Linked DNA regions of Mus musculus: region 1 is linked to region 2. Evidence: chromatin contacts called from public HiChIP or PLAC-seq data. All regions are on one chromosome and are shown on one strand. Each heading gives the region's core, a stretch centred on a gene start, on an enhancer-like site or on the middle of the called end of the contact. The rest is flanking DNA. Distances are from core to core; before and after follow the strand shown.

Region 1 (2,835 bases), core at 32-2,531, 560 kb before region 2:
TGATCTTTTTTGTTCTGTTACTGTAAACAATTCATGGAGTAGTTGGAAGAGGAATTTGAGGAGACTTAAATTTGTTTTCCCAGGCCATAGTCACTTGCATTTGTCTCTAGAATAAGCTACTTCTGGTTCCTTTGGGGGTTAGAGCTGTGTTTTATGATGATGTTAATCCCAAAGATGGGAGGAGAAGTACCATAGACCCAAATCATCATGGCCAAATTAATTAAAGGAAGCAAATAATTACAGCAAGCTTTTTTATTCCTGTGTACTTGTGCTGCCTCCCCCGAAGGTAGGGTTTAAGAGGTGGATATTGGACATAGGTGAGATAAGGGATAGGGAATTTCCAAATGGTGCTTCGGGAAATATGCATGGTTTCAGGAACATCATGGCAAGGTGGTCATAGTGAGAGAGTCATAACAAGGCAGTCATAACAACTTATGAAAGAAAGTTAGAGTTGCAAGAAACAAAGCCCAAATTGCTGTACAGAATCATTCATTTATAATTAAGGTTGCAGGTAGGGCCTAGCCCAATCCATGAGAAACAGAGATTCAGTCATAAACAAGAATGAATCTATTTTGTCTTTTCTATACGGTGGTTTTCTAGCCTAAGATGGTTGCTGGCTGATTCATCATTACAAACATTCTGTCTCATTACTGAATCTCTGCAATTCCATTAAAGAATATCTTACATATTTAGGTTTTATATACTGCAGATTTTTCTTCAGATGTGGAAGAGTTTGCTTACATATGTATTTGCCTGTATACACTTACCTATGTATGTTTGTATTATACTACCACTTCCTCTCATGTCTCCTCTCTACACATACAGCTGATTTTAGCTGCTTTATGTAGGCGACTTTCCTTACAAACCACAAATAGAGACTTATCTAAGGACACTCTTTTTTTCTCTGTTGCACAATACCAATAGGTATTACTTATATTAACATAAGAGATTAAGATATTTCTAAAGATACTATAGAAAGCACAGCTACATTTGACAATATGATGTACAGTCTGTGATCTCATAATTCATTCAGAGGGAAAAATAAACACAAGACAAGAAAAGGAAAGCAATTCACAAAGTGAGCAGTTTAGAAGCCAGTTCTAACCACCTTTGTCCTTCCCCTAGATGTATGATGTGATGGATGTGCCAGTCTTTACTTAACAAAAGAAGGCTCTGACAAATGATTAATCACTGATAAGGAAATCATTTGGAAGTGAGACCTGAGATTGCCCCACGATGTTGTTCTACATTCTTGTCTCATTAGACAACCAAGGACAACAGGGCTTGGCTGACAAGTACATCACCTCCTTCCACCCAGAAAACCATAGTCAGATTCTGAACCTCATGTTGCCACACCCTCTGCAAAGGCCTTAAAGGTTTCCTTGCATGTTTTCTTCTCCTCCATTATCAAAATATCTGCTCTTTCCTCATGAGTCATTTTACATTGAAAGTATAATGTAAAAACAAAATTCTAGGCCTTTAGGCCCAGGCTTGGGAATGTGACCTCTATGACTTAATGCTCCAAGGTATGCTAATCATAAAACAGATAGCGACATTCCTCCACCCACCTGTTTCCTGGGTTCAAAGAGTGTTCATTCAAAGAAAGTCACCCTGACCATTGCCAGAACCTGCTATGCTAATGTGCTATTGTTAGGGGCTCTTAGAAACTCTCTTGAGAGATAACCTGCACAATTACCAGGTATTCCTTATGACTCTTGTGACTTTGCACTTCCTTGGGACTCTTAACTGGTATCTTTGGTATTTTCCAACAACGCCCTCCCCACTTCCTTGAGTTGTGGTTTCTTCCTTTAAATACTCCTTTACCCAGCTACTCAGGGCACCATGGTCCTCTACCCCTGCATGGTGTATGACCGTGGGCCTGAGAGCGCTCTTGAATAAAAAGAAAATCCTCTTGCAGTTTGCAGCAAGACTGTTGCTTGTGAGTGATTTGGGGTGTCACCTCTCCTGAGTCAGAACGTGGGGGAGTCCTCACGTTGTGGGTCTTTCAACATCTAATCCATTATGATAGAAGATGTTGGATATGAAGAAAAAGCATTTGAAATTCTTATTGCTCTTCTCAAGTTGTTTTCAACAGAAATATCTATATACTATTATCGTTTATCTGTGGTAGATAAAACAATGGGAGGAATCAGCTTGAGAAAACACATAAGACAAGGCAAGAGTAGAAGGTGAAGGACTGTGTTTAGGTGAGGGACTCTTGAAACACATAAAAACATTACTGTTTTATAAAGGTAAGCTGGTTATAAAGAGGAAAGGAATAAAAGGTTACAGGTAAAAGAAGACTTAAGTAAATATGTGATTCTTACATAGGAAAGGGGGTTTGGTGATGATCTAGGCAAGCAAACGTGCTGGGATAACTTGGGACCCAGGTTCAGAAGCAGTGAGGCAACTCTACCTCTCATGATGTCCACAGAGACTTTGAGATGTCTATTGCTCTCATTTAGTTTTTGTTTTTAAACATAGTCATCCCTAGTGAGATCCACAAAACAATGCTTATAATTTATTTGAGCTGAGCAGTTCACTGACTCTGATTCTCTATGCATTAATCAGTTATGGGTCTCTGTATTCTCACCCTCTACTGTAAAAAGAACCTTCTCCAATGAAGGCAAAAAATACACTAACTGTGAGGAGCGGGTGTGGCGGCAGTCCCAAAGGCGCCAGGGACAGAGATATCATGAGCCTCTAGATTTCAAAGTAATCAGGAATTTTGCTGAGTCCGTGCAGACGTACAGCTTAACTGCCTCCTATACTGTGGCTCAAGTAGAGGCCTTGAATAGACACTGCATGACGCTGTCCGATTGGGCAGGCTTAGTG
Region 2 (2,763 bases), core at 258-2,757:
TTTCAATGCAGGGTTATGTGTGAAAATGCGGAATTTGTCTCAGCTACCAGGATGTGATGAACAAAGGCAGATAGGCTGAGCAAACAATGACTTCACTCTGTATCAGAGTGGTCAGGCACTCAGGCCTCTGCGGGCTCTTTCTAATTCACATGAAAGGCCACAGAGGGGCAGGGTGCTGTGCTGAATGTCTGCCCAATCAACTGAGGCAAACCTAAGGGCTCCCAACTCAGGGCCCCTTTCATCGGGATTCCTGGAGAGCCACTAGCCCACACAGCCTTTCAACATCCTCATCTGGGGCTCTCCCATGGGCCCTCGCCTCCATTGTGGTGCCAAACACCTCAGCTCTTCAACACCCCTCAATTTTATTTTCTTACTGAACACCAACATGGGGAAACAAAGGAATCACAAAAGTGAAACAGCACAGGGAGGGCCACAGAAGGCAGAGGAAGCAAGGACGGTGTGGACAACCCCATCAGAGTGCAATCGAGAAAGAGCTGCCCAGCTATGAGGATATACAGAGCAGTGTGAACATGTTGTCCTTCGAACCACCATGGGACCTGGTTTCATAGCTGTCAACTTGGGGCTGGGTCCTGGACAGTCTGGAACAGCCCCTTGAGCCCCACCAAAGCTGATCCCTTCCAAAGTCCTCCAGCACTTGGCAGAGAGCTCCAAATGAAGATGGCGGCTCACACACTTCCATATCCACCCAGCAAGGCACATGTTCCTACGGAACTTCCAGAAGTCCAGCCAAGTTAGAAAGCCAAGCACAGAAGATATCGAAGTGAAGGAGCCACATCCAGTTCACTGCAATTAGCACTGCAGTTTAACCAGATCACTGGGACCATGCAGGGTGGATACAGCCTTCCCAAATGATGGTGACCATCACAGGGACAGGGTTCTGCTCCTCCCTCTCTCTTAACACCGACCAACCTCCTCTAAAAAGGGGCCAAGCTACAGACACATGCACTGCAATGCAATTGCCCAGAAGTACTGACCCCACTTCTGGGGCCTCATTCCTGCTGCCAAGACTAAAATAACCACAAAACCCCTATGCCTGCTGAACTTAGGGCAAATAAGGGCACCAAAGAACTAGTTCCAACCCTGTAGATTGCTACAGGAAAAAGATTTGAATGCTTTGTCTTAAAGCACTTTAATTAAGGTTGGTGGTAGGCTAGACTACTGTCTCTGTTTCCACTGAGCCTAAGATTGCTCTGAACTTGCCCACAATCAAGTCCCTCCATGAGTCTGACCATGTATCCATGTCTATCTACGTGTGCTCCCTCTATTGCACTAGCCTTGACCTGCTTGCAATTCCAGTCAAAACCTATCCATTTGGGTGAGTCTCACTTCGCCCTCCAGATGTTTACCGTGGGTGGTCACTGCTATTGCCAAGACAACCACACTGTCACAGGCCATTCAGATATTGACGCGTCAGACGTGTTCTACTGCATGGTGAATCAACATTCTCTGTTTCTGAAACAAAGTGAGGAAATAGAATATCAGAAACTGCTAAAGTGCAGAAGGACGGAGAGGATGTCTGAGAGCTGACTCACACTGCTTTCATTCACTGTGGAACAGACCTACATTAACCCTGTGATGCCAACTCAGAACTAACCACTTCAGCTGCAGGAGCAGGTTTTGATGGGGATTTAAGAGCCAGAACAAAGCATCATAAAAGAGGGAGTGCTACAACCCACTAACCAGTCTCAAGGCAATACAGTGATCCCAACAGGCCTGATGATGATGGACCCCTGTAATGTCTGATAAAATCACTCTTGTAGACAAATCTTACATCACTACTGTGATGGCCCCTGGATCTGGAAGATTAAAGAGAGATCCCCACAGACACATTTCATGAAGGAGGAGGAGGAGGGGAGGGGAGGGGGAGAGGGGAGGGGAGGGGAGGGGGAAGAGGAGAGAAAGGGGGAGGGGGAGAGAAATGGGGGAGAGGGAGGAGGAGAGGGGGAAGGATAGGGGAGAGGATGGGGGGAGGGGGAGGGGAAGAGGAAGAGGGGGAGGGGAAGAGGAAGAGGGAGAGGAGGGGGAGAGGGAGAGGGAGGGGAGGGGGAGAGGGAGAGGGAGGGGAGGGGGAGAGGGAGAAGGGGAAGAAGGGGATGAAGAAGAGGCATCCTTCCCTGAGATCAGAGGCAGAGCTACAAATCCTTAACATTAGGGCACATCTGATTCAAACTCAGGATTCTTTACCAAATAACAGGTGCCTGTCCAGTGAAGGAGCAAATGCACCCATCCACACCTGCTGTGCTCTACTGTTTCGGGGATGCTGTTCCATGGCCTCTCTCACTATTCCACCAAGTAGTCTGACAAGTTCTTTACCTGAAATACTACTCACTCTGGTCTTTGGCAGGTCAAACATAAGTATTGACTGTGTTTAGTATATGGGGAAATCAAGAGTCAGACCATTGTCAGACCATAAGGTGAGCAAAAGAAAGAGGAACCGAGGCCACATGTCACTGCCAAACAAAATTCATGGAGGACAGAACACTACTGTACTATACCTGGTCCTCTGCTTCATGCTGGAAACTGCCATGGCTGGAGGTAACAATTAAAGGCCTGTGAAACTGAAAAAACTAAAGGAACTGATGCTCTTCTGGAGGCAAGGAAGGGAACCAAGGATTTTGTTCTGGGCTGGTTTCCTTCTCACACATTATTCCAATGGGGTCACAAAGCTGAGTTTTGTAGGCCCTAGGAAATGTTTGATTCCACACTGGCAGTCTCTAGCCACACAGCCTAATCTCACTCTAC

What was found. HiChIP or PLAC-seq counts read pairs in DNA pulled down with a chosen protein or histone mark.
Region 1: a contact with region 2 is called in a FOXA1 HiChIP or PLAC-seq map of pancreatic cancer cells. The contact joins two enhancer-like sites. A contact is called at or near these places in 1 of 115 datasets of contacts at active chromatin or transcription factors (pancreatic cancer cells) and 1 of 9 other capture datasets (embryonic stem cells).

What each region holds. Positions count from the first base shown.
Region 1 is chr11:7,792,872-7,795,706 of GRCm38.p6, reverse strand. No RefSeq gene overlaps it. Among named protein-coding and RNA genes, the nearest start is that of n-TDgtc10, 75 kb to the left of the region's middle. Within about 2 kb of position 1,281, at least 13 of the 459 cell types and tissues checked have an H3K27ac peak or open chromatin away from gene starts, as enhancers often do. A contact at or near this core is called in pancreatic cancer cells, where this site is marked.
Region 2 is chr11:7,236,630-7,239,392 of GRCm38.p6, reverse strand. Gm36565 (a long non-coding RNA gene) reads right to left here. Exons shown (of 5, transcript XR_872239.3): 3 at 1,368-1,473. Among named protein-coding and RNA genes, the nearest start is that of Gm36565, 21 kb to the right of the region's middle. Within about 2 kb of position 1,507, at least 57 of the 459 cell types and tissues checked have an H3K27ac peak or open chromatin away from gene starts, as enhancers often do. A contact at or near this core is called in pancreatic cancer cells, where this site is marked.